2 separate regions of the Mus musculus genome follow, and region 1 is linked to region 2. The links are chromatin contacts, called in public HiChIP or PLAC-seq maps. All regions are on one chromosome and are shown on one strand. The core of a region is the stretch at or near the end of the contact, and the rest is flanking DNA. Distances in the headings are between cores, read along the strand shown. Region 1 overlaps Gm32364 (a long non-coding RNA gene). Region 2 holds the start of Egr2 (early growth response 2).

What was found. HiChIP or PLAC-seq counts read pairs in DNA pulled down with a chosen protein or histone mark.
Region 1: a contact with region 2 is called in a BATF HiChIP or PLAC-seq map of CD8 T cells, with 18 read pairs. The contact joins the enhancer-like site here to the promoter of Egr2 in region 2. A contact is called at or near these places in 9 of 39 promoter capture datasets (3T3-L1-derived adipocytes, the C10 cell line, cranial neural crest and 6 more), 1 of 15 datasets of contacts at CTCF or cohesin (CD8 T cells), 19 of 484 Hi-C or Micro-C datasets (B cells, the C10 cell line, CD4 T cells and 11 more), 7 of 115 datasets of contacts at active chromatin or transcription factors (CD8 T cells, DN3 thymocytes, the SCID.adh cell line and 4 more) and 4 of 9 other capture datasets (adipose tissue, bone marrow-derived macrophages, liver and 1 more).

Annotation. Positions count from the first base shown.
Region 1 is chr10:67,581,100-67,588,174 of GRCm38.p6, forward strand. It overlaps Gm32364 (a long non-coding RNA gene), which reads left to right. Exons shown (of 10, transcript XR_003948892.1): 3 at 715-1,630; 4 at 5,249-5,379; 5 at 5,736-6,960. Among named protein-coding and RNA genes, the nearest start is that of 4930563J15Rik, 13 kb to the left of the region's middle. Within about 2 kb of position 5,347, at least 36 of the 459 cell types and tissues checked have an H3K27ac peak or open chromatin away from gene starts, as enhancers often do. A contact at or near this core is called in B cells, CD8 T cells, DN3 thymocytes and 4 more, where this site is marked.
Region 2 is chr10:67,533,456-67,540,380 of GRCm38.p6, forward strand. Egr2 (early growth response 2) reads left to right here and starts at 2,044. Exons shown (of 4, transcript NM_001373983.1): 1 at 2,044-2,075; 2 at 2,178-2,283; 3 at 4,826-4,934; 4 at 6,290-6,925. The coding sequence starts at 2,185. Gm32255 (a long non-coding RNA gene) reads right to left here and starts at 2,725. Exons shown (of 4, transcript XR_380523.3): 1 at 1,799-2,725.

The DNA of each region.
Region 1 (7,075 bases), core at 4,097-6,596, 51 kb after region 2:
TATATATATATATACATACACACATATATATGTATATATATATACATATACATATACACATACACACACTTATATATGTATACACACACACACACACACACACACACACAGAGTTGTTGTTATTGCCCTTTCAACCCTTTATTTTCTCACTTCTGTTCTCTGACATCGTGGCCATCTGATCTTCCCCGGGACAACAGGGATAATGCCGAAAAGCCACAAAACATCCAGGGTAATCAAGAAAACGGTTCAAGTCCTTTTCAATCAAGAAGAAAAAGAAATGAACTTTCAGGTTGAAGGAAATGTGATCGCTAACGGGACAGTTGTCTGTATACCAGCATAGCCATAACTAGATTATTCATGAATTTACTTTCCTGAAGGACAGGGTCCCGCAAACAAAACCACCCAGTCACCCAGTGTCTCTGAAGGTCTTAATGCCTCCCTGCCCCCCCCCCCGCCCCCACCCCCACCCCACACAAACACATCCATCCCCATTGTCAATGTTGGAGCTGGGTTTGGCTGTGAACGTTGGGTTCAAGATGAAGGGGCAGAGGTCCGCTAGGTTTCTGACAATAACTGGCTAAGCAGTGACCTCAGTTTGCCAAGGAGATTTTGCTCCAGTGTGTTTATGCCTGCCCATGTAGCCTGAGTCCCCCTGGATGTCCTTCCAATGGGAGGCCTGTGCTTTCAATATCCTTTTTTTTTTTTTTTTCCTAGACAGGGTTTCTCTGTGCAGCCCTGGCTGTCCTTGGACTCACCTCTGTAGACCAGACTGGCCTCGAACTCAGCGATCTGCCTGTGCGGGGGATTAAAGGCATGCACCACCACGCCCGACTGCCTTCACTCTCCATCTTCAGCATTCCATCTTAAACTAGGAAATGTGAGGTTAGAAAAGCAGTGGTCTGTTTCCTTCCTCTATGAGCCAAGGTGGTGAAAGGACTTCGTATTCATTACCCACAGGATGGGCGTGAAGATAAAGGTTATTCAAGTTCAAACTGCATGGAAGCTCCAGTGCGCAGCCCTAGTGAGGCCTCCGGGGTTAAGCGGCACCTGCCTTCTGCTTCCGGTTTTCTAGTATTTCCTCTCAACACTGGGGTCCTGAACTTACTGCAAAGAGCTTAGATGGTGGACATGGGGAAGAGAGTGGACGGATAACAGGCTCATTTTACAAGGAGTCTTCCTGTGTAGCTTGATTCATTGCTCCTTAGGACAGTACAGTTGCTAGAATTTCAGATTCTGAATCACTCGATGCTCTGTAGCCAAAATGGGGCTTCTTGCCACTTTAAATCTCTTCTCTGTACTACCGGTCTGCTGAGGGCTGTGTTCTGGCAGCTAGGTAATTTGTACCCAGAAAGCCTCTGGTATCCTCTGGTGAGTAATACAGATGTCCCAGGGTGCTCGTGTGGCCTCAACAGACTGAGACTGACGCCCGGGCCCTGTTTGTCTGTCCACACTATCTACATGATAAAGCTTTAGTGACTTTCTTCCCAGACCTCCCTATGGCATTTGAAATTCACAGGGCGCAGCCAGAAGTTACAAACCTGAAACAGTGATGGTGGGCCCAACGAAGAAAGGCATGATGGGAAACTGCCCGAGCAACACAGGGGCCCTAGGAGCCGCGCCTTGCCAACAGGTGGGACACATTAGTACTTTCAGGGGCACCAGGTGGGTTTGCCATTATGGTCCTGTTTCCCATAAAAGTACATATATAAAAAAAATGCAACTTATGGCTCTTTGACAAACAAATATCCTTGTTATCTATCATAGTATTTCCTTTGTCTTGAAAAAAATGCAGTGTTTTCTTCCAGTTTGAAAAGTAAACATTTTCATGGGTACTTCAAAAGTTCTCTGGGATGTTGACCACATGTTGTATCGGATGTATTAAGCTGGCTATACCAGCAACAAGCAAATGTCTGTACCCTCAAGATGGCCCTGGGAAGCCCAATGGTTGTGAATAGGAGTTATTTTATTACTCTAAGTGGTACATATTACACGCTACATATTACAAATGGGCATGAAAGTGAGAAAGTGAGAGAGCTTAATTCTGCAGACAAATCCACATGTCAGTGTCTCCCGATTAGCAGTAGTCTGTCTGTAAAGACTTTGGCATTCCAAAGCAAAGCTTAAAAGGTTGGTTTCAGAGACAGGCCAGAGAGTTTATAAACCTCAAGGTGCTGTGGCCTTTGGTCAGGATCCTGCTCCAGTCAACCACAGACTTGTGCAAAAGTCTTTCTTAAGGAATTTGTTTCATTCTGTGCTGTGCCTTCCTTCTCTTTACAAGATGGGTTGACAGGAGTCCCATGGAGAGCGTGAAATGAATTGTGCTTGCAAAGCCCTCTGTGCAACGCCTGCGATACTGTATGTTTTCGGTGTTAGTTGCTATAATTGCTGTTATAATTGCTATAATTATCATTATGAAGTTATCTCATTCGACAGATAGAGAAACTCAGGATTCTCCATCGTTTTGCTAGGCAGTCATTTTGCTAAGTTCAGACAGGTAGCTAAGGGAGGAAGAAAAAAAAAAAAGAAGTCAGAGGTTAGAATTAAGCAATCATTTGTGAAGAGAAGGAGTGGGAGGGAACATAGAAGGTTCAAAGAGAATTGAAACATAGTAGTCTTTTTTATCCTGCCCTATGTCCTGGGTATGAACTATGACGTTTCCAAATTGTCCGTGCTTTCTAAGCTACCTTCCTCTGGTGGCTTGGCCATCTTGGAAGCTGTCAGGTCTGCTGCTCCGTTTGTGTTCCAGGAAGCCTTTCATAGCAGCCGAGTGTGTTGTCACAAGGCCTACTTTAACCTCACACAGTCTCATTATGTAAACATCATATCATCCAGATGGATGACTATAGTACAGGATTGAGAGAGAGAGAGAGAGAGAGGGAGAGGGAGAGAGAGAGGGGGGAGAGAGGGAGAGAGAGGGAGAGAGAGAGGGAGAGCAATCACATAATGTTTCATTGTGCATGTGACAATTACTCTACTGTCTTCACTGACATCTTGCTGCGCTGATTTATAAATTCACCTCCATCATAGGAACACGTACATAAGGAAAACCGTAGTCTGTAGTGAGTCTGGTACCAGCTGCAGTTTCCGGTACCTACCAGAGTCAGGAAACGTGTGCCATGGATGGGATAGCACCAGTCCTCACTTAACAAAGACAGCTGGGGAAAAAACACAGCCTGCACAAAGAAAAGAAGAGGTCAGAGACAGTCACAAGGGCAGCGGCGAACCAAAAAATGGAACTCCGCAGCTCAACAGGTGGGGATGCTTTTCGGATGTTTTCAGGAGGAGCAATGGCTCCGTTACACAGCAGTACCTGCCATCCTGTAACTAGAATGCCCAGCAGATACCACCTGATTCATCACACCTGAAATAGGTTAGAGAAATCACCACCCAAAAACACAGAAGTAATGTAGCCATTTTAATAGCACCAGCAATGTCAATAGCATTAATATTACTGTATTTGATGTTCTTAATTATAAAAAAAATGGACTTTTTTTTTTTTGAAGTGGTAAGTGTATGTTACCATAGTGCAGCTACTGTCTTAATCGATGGATAATGAAACTGAGTCTGGCTGATTTGCCAAAATTACATGTCTAACTTTGGGGCCTTCAGTAATAGATCTTAGATCGAAGCTATCTACTGAATCCTTCACAAACTTTTCAGATTGACCATAACAATCATAAGTGTGGGCCAGGGAGGTGGGTCAGCAGATACTTGCCACCAGGACTGACAGTCTAACTTGGGACAGACAGAGCCAACTCAGTCAGTTGTCTTCTGACCGCCACATGCTCTCCGTGGCACACATGTGGTCCCCCCAACAACAAAATGTAATTAAAACAACAGTAATTGTATCTGTTGAGCTGTTCCTGTGTCTTTGGCTCTGTGCCAGTGACTTGCCTCACACTGTTTCCCACGGTTCTGTCACAAGGTGAACGCTCCCAGCCCCTTCGGGAGTTGAAGAAGCTCAGACTCACAGAGACCATGTGACTTGTGACTTATTCATTTATGGTCCTGATTGTAGGAAGTTGAGTTCTCACTGAAGGTCTGCTCGACATTGTGGGACAAGATCTTTGTGCCTGGTCCTTGCTGATGATTGGGATTTGAGTGGGTATAATTTTAATCTTTAGTGAGTCTCAAGCTGTTAGATAGGGAAGTACAGAATGCTGCAAACCAGAGCCCAGTCAGGCTAGAAAGATGGCGCCATGTATACAGATGAGCTGAAATGTAGGCTTTTCAGAAATGGGGCTGAGGCATAGAGGCGGAGCACAGCCCACCCCTCCTTATCAATCAGTGTAAGACCTCAGGGGTGGGGCCCGCCCCAGGCCTTGAAGGTCTAGGCTAGAGAGCGTCATGCTCTGTTTTCATCAGAAGATGAGAGGAACCTTCAGGCTCAGCCCAAGTAAGGACGCCACTAGTGCCTTGTCTCAGAACGGCTTTAGGGGTTCTTCACATTACTCCCTGCTGCCTGTCCTCTCGAGGGCTTCAATGTTCACAGTGTTGGGTGTAAGACTCTCTGGCCCTCAGAGAAAGATCAGAATGCCAGGGCTCAGAGACAAGCTGTGAATCGGGCTTTCATGCAGAGCGCAGTTCACAAGGCCAGACCTCAGCCTTACCCCATTTCCAAGGACTCATTCATTGTGAGGACTTGCTTAGACGTGAAAATGGCCCTCAGTTCTTCCCCCGGCCCTTTTTCACATTGCCTTTGTGGGCCTGAATATCTCTGAAGATTGTGAGTTTGATAAACAAACAATAAACAATATTTTTTTTTGAGAAGCGAAAGTTTCTATGAACCTCCCGAGTCGAGTTCAGAGTTTTGAAGGACCTTGCACTGCCTGGCTGCCGGCACATGGGGCTGTGGTGTCCAGAGTGGGACTCGCTGTTCGTTCACTGCAGTTTTGTGGCAGCTAACTGGAAAACACCTATCATCTATCGCCCCTGCAGTGGAGAGTTGATTAAACAACCCATGACACTGTTTTCCTTATAAGCCACCTTAAAAGTACCCATGAGGCCTTGCCCTTCCCACTGAGCTAATCACATCCATTTTCAGTATGGTTCCTCTCCACCACAGTCCAAAAAATATCTGGGCATCTTGCCCTGCTCTCCCCATGTTTCACGTGGACATCCATTACCTCAGACACTTAAGCAATTGTTTTCGGTTTGGTTCGGTTCTTTCAAAGGAATAGATAAATCATCCCGGCTACTGTGATGAGAGAGGAGATGAAGGAAATGACAGTTTTTATCTTTTATTCAGGTAGCCTAAATTTACATGAGACCACAAAGAGTTCCTGACAGGATGTTATTGATCGCACTCACCCAGCTGGGGCTTGAAAGATGGGTCTTCCTGCCGCGTCACGGGGCACCCTCTTCCTCCCATCCCAGCCTGTGAGTCAAATCTGAGATCTGATTCTCGCACAGAAGTAGATGCTTAAGGCAGACATCTCAGGGCCTTGGGCAGATTTCCCGTCAATCATTCCCCGAGGGCTACCTTATCTCCACGCTTCCCATCTGAAGACCCAGCAAGGCTCAGTCATTTTAATAGCCATATTTATCATTGAGCACCAGGTTTCCCCATTGACCCGAGTAATCTTGAATCACACCTTGCTGAGGGAGGTGCTATTTTTAATCCTCCATTTGTAGGTGAGGAGTGTAAGAGCCTGACCTGTGGTTTACCCAAGGCAAAGGGAAACCAGGCAAACCATCCTCCTTTCTCCCTACTTCCTGCCTTGTTTTCATTCAAGCCCCAGATGTTAGTGCTTGCTATGTGCCCAGTGAGCTACGCGATGGGACTGGAGCTGACAGTAGACAGAACCTCTGTCCTCGTTTGAGGTTTGTGCATCCCATTTCTTACATGTGGACTCACCCCGGACACTTTTATTTGCGTTCTAGCCCTTCAAAATGATAGTCTCCCACATTCTTTTTCTGTTTAGTACATCTGAATTGTTTCAAAATTCCAAGTTTCATATGTCAATTTAATGTTCCTGTTTGAGGCCCTGCTGGGCTTATTGGCGATTGGCCTGTATTTCTTATGAACCTCAGAGTAGCTGGTGCAGACTTGCCTCCTGTGGACAATCACACACACACACAAATATACAGAGATGGGGGAGTAAAGAGGGGGGGAGAGAAACATTCAGGGAGAGACGGAGGGATTCATGGTGATTCACTGAGATTATTGGAATCAGTTCAAGATTTTTTTCCCCCCGATGAAAGCATTATTAAAAGTTGATTTTTTTCCCCAACAGAAATAATCATGAAGCCAATTCAGGGTTTCCTGATGAAGTTTGCAATCTGACCCCCCAAACCATGATCCTGTGGACTTAAGGGGCCAGTCTAGGCTTAGCAAAACTTTAGCCTTTAAGAAAGCTTCTGGATGCTTTAGCTGGGGGTAGCTAAGGTCACAGCTTCATTGGCTTCCCGCAGTACCAATCTCCACGTCAGGTGGTGTAAGGAAGCCTGCACTCACTGGCTTGGCCTTCGTCTGCCGTACGGGAGCACAACTCAGGGTCCGTTTAGTATGGAGATAATGGGATGTGAGTTTATGGGTCTGGTCAATTCCATGTTATCTCTAGTTATATACTGGCATATCTTCCAGGGCAATTTCCATTGCCCCCGTGTGTTGAGACCTGGAATAGTAACACAGAGATTTGGGGCAGAGGGTCTGTCTTCATATTGATCTGTGTGATTGTCTCATCACTAGGAGAGAGCTGAGGAGAAGCAAGGTTGGAGACAGAGTTGAAAGCTGGTGCACGTAGAATTCTCCCAGATCCTACAGCTCAATGACAGGAACTTGACTGCGATTTGCCCCAGAGCTGTCAATAATCCTAAAAATGCAGACGATGTGCCATTGATAAAGACACAGACTCGCAACAAGTGTTAAAAGAAAGACATTCTTCCTCCAAGTCTCTGAATAAAAATGATAAGATGATTATCACAGAAGGAGCAAAAATGGGAATAAATATCATGTAGGTATGTCAGGCAGTTAATAAATGTATTGGGGCTGGAGACATAGTTCCCAGTGGTTAAGAATGCTTACTGGTCTTGTAGACCAGAGGTTCTAAACCTTCCTGACACCACGACCCTA
Region 2 (6,925 bases), core at 794-3,293:
TCGGTGGGATTCGGAGCTGGACCTGGGTCTAGGTACCATCATATCCCTCAGAGTGTAGCACATGCTGGAATCACGGTTGATCATCAAGAAATAGTTTTAAGACTCTGCCCATCCACTGCTTGAACCAGTACTGATACATCTCTGAAATATGGTCCTAAGGGTCTTGTCCATATTATCTATGCCACTGGGATGTCATTAACTTTGGCTCCACAGCTCTGTCAGGCATAGCATGAGCTCAGCTAAAACCCATAGGTCCTCAAGTTTGTCCTGAGATACTAGGTGTGGGGAGCTATTTGTCAGTTAGCATTTGTCTGGTTTTTAAAGGCCACGTGCTTTGTGCCATCAGAATTGCAGATCTGGTCCTTGCTTGCGTCTATGGTTAAGGGGGATGCTAACCTTGGCTGCATCTCCCATTCTCCACCAGCAGTCGCAGGTGGGAGGAAAATGACATCACATGTGAAGATATCCAAACACGTTTCTTGGCACATCAAAATGCATGTGGTAAATCATTTGACGTGTCTCTTGAGTAACCATCATCCTGTTAACACACTTTGTAGAACAGCTACGAGACCGACCGAAAGAAAGTCCAAAACCACCCTGACAAGGCATTCCTTAGGACCTTCTAGCCATCTCCCAACTGCCCACAGTGCTACTTTACCCTCATCCCAGGCAGCCTGCATCAAAGGAATCTCCTGGGTTTTTTTTGACCTCCTCTGGAAAAAGCAAATGAGTCTGGCAGCAAATTGTTCCTGACTTGATATCTTTTGGAGTGTCTTATTCACATGTAGTGACAACTCTCTCTCTCTCTCTCTCTCTCTCTCTCTCTCTCTCTCTCTCTCTCTCTCGTCATTTGTTTGTTGCATTTTTATCTAAACACTAACAGTTCAAATGCTCCAAAGTAGGGAATCCTGGTCTCACCTTGGTATTCCACTCCCACATCTCAGGGTTCTTCCTCTCCGTAGAACAGAATCACACCCCCTGCCTTCCTCTTACCCCTCCTTGCCTCCAGGAAGGATACCATGGGGTTGGGTTCTCTTAAGACAGCAGCATTAATATGCTTGGTCATTCCTTCCCTGGAACAGGTCTGCAGAGTCGCTACATTGGAATTCTCCCTCTCCCTGAAGGGGTCTGTCTGTAACAGCCCCCTCTCTCTTGCCTTGTAGCCACCCTCTACTACCACCTCAGCTTCACTTTCCTCTGAAATGCCAAAGCAAGATGAAATTGATGAAGTCGGCGTGTTCTTCCCTAATGGGGTGAGCCAGGCTTTCTGAGCACCCCGCATAGTGACCAGGGCAAGGGACTTGGATCCTGAAGACCGGGCAGCAGATTTGAACTGGACCACCAATCACCAGCTGCGAGACTTTAGGCAAGTTCTTTTAGCTTTCCTGAACTTATCTGTCTAAGCTCGCTGGGGCTGGCTTGAAATATGTGCTCTTGATTTTGTTCCATTATCTACGCTGACTACATTTAAAGGTTTGTACTTTTTTTTTAAAGGGGGGAGGAAGAAAGTGGGGTATGGGGGGGTAAGTAAGGCTATCAAAGACTGGTTCTCCTCCGATGTTCTGGAAAGGCTGAGAGAGGGACTGGCCCCGGGCATCCTTCAGAGCCTGGCCTGCCTCGGGGCAGCTAGCCTCTATTAGCACCTGCCTCCCCTCCCCCATGTTTAGCCATAGCTGGGTCCAGCGAAGCTCTTAAGGGTAGGTGAGAGAGTTCTTGGAAGGCTCAGCTTCCACAGGGTTCCCCCCCACCCCTCTCCCCCTTTCTAGACTCCTTGATGGTATGGAACCACTTCTCTTACCCCCACTGTCCTCCTCTGCGAAGGTTGGTAGCGGCAATCCGCCAGCTTCCCGCGCTCCAGTCAGTTCTACCATCATCGGGCGTCTTGCCCTGGGCTGGCTTCCCTGCTCCCCATTCTCTCCGCCGCCCGGGAGCTCCCCCTCGGGGCGGCGCGAGGCGGCAGCCTGCGGGGTTGGCGACAGCGCGGGGGAGAGGGGCGGCTGCTGCAATCCTCCCGCCCACGTGCACCGACGGCAGCGAAGCGCCAGCAGTCGCCAGGGCCCGCGCCTCCCGCGCGGGTGGGTGCTTCACCTCTGGGGCTGGTGGGGGACCCGTAACCTGAGTCCCACCGCCGGGACCTCTATTTGCATAACCCGACCCCCCATTTCTTCCCTACCCAGGCTGGAGATGAGAGTCGGGCTCCCCACCGAGGCGTCGTCTTGCCTGTGGTCAGCGCGGGGGCCGCGGGACTGGCCGGAGCGCAGGCGGAGCGGGCTGGCGCACGTGGTAAGAGCACCACTATTTCTTCCTTTTCTCCCCCCTCTCCCTTCGAAACAGGGCTTTGCAGGGTTTTTAAGAGGGTGGGATACCCACAGAGGTTTCGCTGAGCGTTCTCTCCTGTCCCCTTTGAATTTGATCCCCAATTGGAAAGGAGATCGCGCGCAGAGCACGATCGAGAAACTTTCCCAGATAATGCTTTTGGGCGTTTGAAGTAATGGCGAGGACCATTCCCGGGAGAACAACTTTCACGGTTGGCACGAGGAGAACAGCGCTGCTCAGAGAGCGGCGACAAGCCGGCTCCTGGTGGCACTGGGGCTCCCCTGACCACCGTACTCCAATAGGGCAGGAGCCGGCGCGCTGCGGCCGCGGGCATCGCAGGTGATGGGCGGGAGAGCGCCTGCAGCGCCGCGCTCCCTCCACGGCGTGGCGCCGTGGCTCCTGCCCGCTGGGGATCCTCGCTGCTCCGGGTAGCGTGGGTCAAGAAAGAGAACAGCCTAGCCCGGTCTGAATCCCTTTTCTGCGGGACTTTGAAGCTGAGAAGGGCAGGGCAGTTTCCCAGCTTGCGTCTGCTATCCCAGGCTACGTAGATCCCGGAGCCTCGGGCTTGGGTACCCTGCAGTAGCCAGAGCGCATCGGAAGAGGGCTGGGCGCGTGGGGAAGGTGGGAACCGAGTGTCCGGAGGGCCAGCAGTTTTAGCTCTCTTAAAAGTTTTTGGTCATTTAGCAGGAAGCTTTCTCCTGGAAGGGCTTGTTTATTTATTGACTTATTTATTTGCCGGGGAAAACACGTGTGGGGGCCATGGCTACCAGAAACTGTGCCATTTGTTGTCACTCAGCGCAGAGGAAGCTCTAAGCAAGGGCGTGGGGGGGGGGCTATTCCTGGGGTAGACCTTAGGCGCGGGTGGTAGGATGCACCCCTCCCCGTGGGGGGGGTGCGGGGGGTTGGTGAGTTGTGAAGATGAAGGCAGTGTCTTCCTAGGATATCCTGACTGTCGCCAGGCAGGCAGGCGCACACACGCGCGCTGTCAAGAGGGAGGAGGTGTGTAGTGTGTAGCGTAAGGTGTGTTGAGTGGGTTTGTAAGAGGGCAGCGGAGGAGGGAGAGTGTGTAGCGGAAGTGGAGCGAGCGTGGTGTGTGTGTGTGTGTGTGTGTGTGTGTGTGTGTGTGTGTATGCGCATCGGGCAGGGTGAGTGTCCAAGCCTCCATCTGGTCGCCCCCACGCAGCGGACCGCCCAGACACGCCGGGAAGGGCGCCCGCTCTGAGCAGCAGCTGGAGGGGAGGGGGCGGGGAGAGCGCGGGCAGAGGGAGGGGGCGCCTCCGGCCGAGGATCTTTCTCCCCGAAGCTCCCGCAGCCCTTCTGCTCCATTCTCTACCCTAACCCCTACCCTCAAGTTACCTAAAAATACTTAAACAAACAAACAGCCCAGACCTGTTCCGTTTTCACTCCTGTATAAATAGCACAGACTTTCCAAAAAAGCAAGACCGCATTTACTCTTATCACCAGACACTACTTTCCACCGTGTAATTCAGAAAAAGGCAGTCAGCTTCCGTGAGTGCGGGTAATTTTTTTCTCTCTCTCTTTTTTTCTCTGTCTCTCTCTCTCTTTTTTTCTTTTGCTTGCGGTTTTGAGCTGCCAAGAAAGTGAAGGAGGGGTTTGACTGTAGTGTCTCGGCAGCGCTCGGTTTTCTTTCCGAAGTTTAATTTTCCGGAATGGCTCCCAAACAAGGGCCGGGGAGGCGGAGCCGCCACTACCGGATCTTCTCCTTTTTTGGAAAGTCTCGGAGAACCGGAATTCCTCCCCGCCCCAAGAGACAGAGCTACCAGCGCGGCCGCCGTGGGTGAACTCACGGCGGCCGCGCTAGGGTCGGTGCTCGCGCCTTCTTCCCGCTGAACTCTGCAGTCCGGAGTCCCCGCTGCAGGCAGGGGCCGAGAGCCCCAGACCCGGGTGGTTGTCCACCGGCTGCAAATCGTTCCTGGCGAGCTCAGCGGAGCCCGCGCAGCCAAGCCCGTATGCAAATTGGCCATGTGACGGCAAAAGCTGCCAGGCCCAGCCCTGTTCCTCAGTCCATATATGGGCAGCGACGTCACGGGTATTGAAGACCTGCCCATAAATACTCCGAGCCTAACACTTTCCGTCTGAGAGAGCAGCGATTGATTAATAGCTGGGCGAGGGGACACACTGACTGTTATAATAACACTACACCAGCAACTCCTGGCTCCCCAACAGCCGGATCACAGGCAGGAGAGAGTCAGTGACGGATAGACTTTTTTTTTTCTTTAAGAAGCCAACAACTTGGTTGCTAGTTTTATTTCTGTTAATTTTTTTCTTTTTTTTGGTGTGTGTGGATGTGTTGTGGTGGTCTTTTCTAAGTGTGGAGGGCAAAAGGAGATACCATCCTAGGCTCAGTTCAACCCCTCTCCAAAAAAAACGGCTTCTCTGGCGCTCCAGGTAGCGAGGGAGTTGGGTCTCCAGGTTGTGCGAGGAGCAAATGATGACCGCCAAGGCCGTAGACAAAATCCCAGTAACTCTCAGTGGTTTTATGCACCAGCTGCCTGACAGCCTCTACCCGGTGGAAGACCTCGCCGCCTCGTCGGTGACCATCTTCCCCAATGGTGAACTGGGAGGCCCCTTTGACCAGATGAACGGAGTGGCGGGAGGTAAGCCGCGTGTCTTCTTCGGAGCTTGTGGGTGGGGAGCGGTGGGTGTGGGGGGGCTTGGAGGGGAGAATGGGGACTTGAGGTGGACGGCGCTGACCACACTGGCTCTGAAGACTGGAAGTAGGCGCAGGGGGAGCGGAAAAAGATAGACTAGGGCTGCCTGGCCGTGCGCGCCAGCAGATGCACCTGGTCACCAAAAGCCACCCGCATGCCTGTAGCTCCGGGCGCGCCCAGCTTTGGCTAGGCGCAGGGTTGAAGCATCATCTCCTGGTCCTTGAAGCAGGTCCATCAGCCGGACTCTGCGCTACTGGGCTAGGGTCAAAGAGATGGGAAAGTTCATCAGTCGGGTTAGAGCTGCGCGTCTGGAGAGCTCAGTGTCAGGGGAGCGCTTAGGGAGCGCGCGGGCAGCGCTCTCTGGGCAGAGCCCACTCCCGGAGGATCTCCCGAGCGCGTTGTCCTTCTGGGGTGGCTGGGAGGCACCACCCAACTTGCGCATCGCCCCAAAGTGAACAGGGTTAACAAGCCGAGGCGGCGGAGCAGGGCAAGTAACAGCGAGAAGCGGCAAGGAGAATGCCTAGGGAGGCCCGCGCTGGCACCGGTGTGCGCCGGTTCCTTGGCGATGCTGTGTAAAGTCGTCTTCCTCAGCCCCCGCGCCTTCCTAGAAGCGCAGCCTCTTAGTCTTAGGCTAAGACAGGGATGCGCGGGTGTCCGGCTTGGCCGAGGATGTTGGGAGGGAAGGGAACCCTAGACTCCTTCCTCCGCTGCCCGGGTTCACACTGGCAGTCTTCAGCTGAAGCGCAGCGGGAGAGGGAGGGGGAGGTGGCACCAGGAATTAGCTTCAAGAACATCACCCACCCACTTATCCATTCTGGGGTTCCCCTCTCTCGCGGCTGGCACCTTCTCTGTACCGCCTGGGATTGATTGGTCGGCTCTTTTTATTGGTGTCTGTATGGTTGCCTCGGCGGTAAGACCACAAGGCAAAGGAGTGGGAGAGAAGTCAGAGGCAGATGGGAAATTGTTTGATATTGTTGCTGCTATTGGGTGTTTTTATTGGGAACTAGAGTCACAGATGGCCGGGAGATGGAAGCAGGAAGGGGCATGCCCTGCTTCTTGGAGATACAGTTTTTGAGTTCCAGACTCTGCCTAACTTCTTACTGTCTCTCCAGGCCTCAGTTTCCCCACCTGTTGCTCTGTAGTGTTGGAATCATGAAATGGGGATTGCCGTGTGTGTGTGTGTGTGTGTGTGTGTGTGTGTGTGTGTGTGTGTGTGTCCGCGCGTCAGCATGCGTGTATGTGAATTAGTTCTTGCCTGTATTCTCATTGTCCCACCTCTTCCCTGACTTTTCCCTCCCCAGATGGCATGATCAACATTGACATGACTGGAGAGAAGAGACCCCTGGATCTCCCGTATCCGAGTAGCTTCGCTCCCATCTCTGCACCTAGAAACCAGACCTTCACTTACATGGGCAAATTCTCCATTGACCCACAGTACCCTGGTGCCAGCTGCTATCCAGAAGGTATCATCAATATTGTGAGTGCGGGCATCTTGCAAGGGGTCACCCCTCCAGCTTCAACCACAGCCTCCTCCAGCGTCACCTCCGCCTCCCCCAACCCACTGGCCACGGGACCCCTGGGTGTGTGTACCATGTCCCAGACTCAGCCTGAACTGGACCACCTCTACTCTCCGCCACCACCTCCTCCTCCTTATTCGGGCTGTACAGGAGATCTCTACCAGGATCCTTCAGCATTCTTATCGCCGCCATCCACCACTTCCACCTCCTCTCTGGCCTACCAGCCACCTCCTTCCTACCCATCCCCCAAGCCAGCTATGGACCCAGGTCTCATTCCTATGATCCCAGACTATCCTGGATTTTTTCCATCTCCGTGCCAGAGAGATCCACACGGTGCTGCTGGCCCAGATCGAAAGCCGTTTCCCTGTCCTCTGGACTCCCTGCGAGTGCCCCCTCCACTCACGCCACTCTCTACCATCC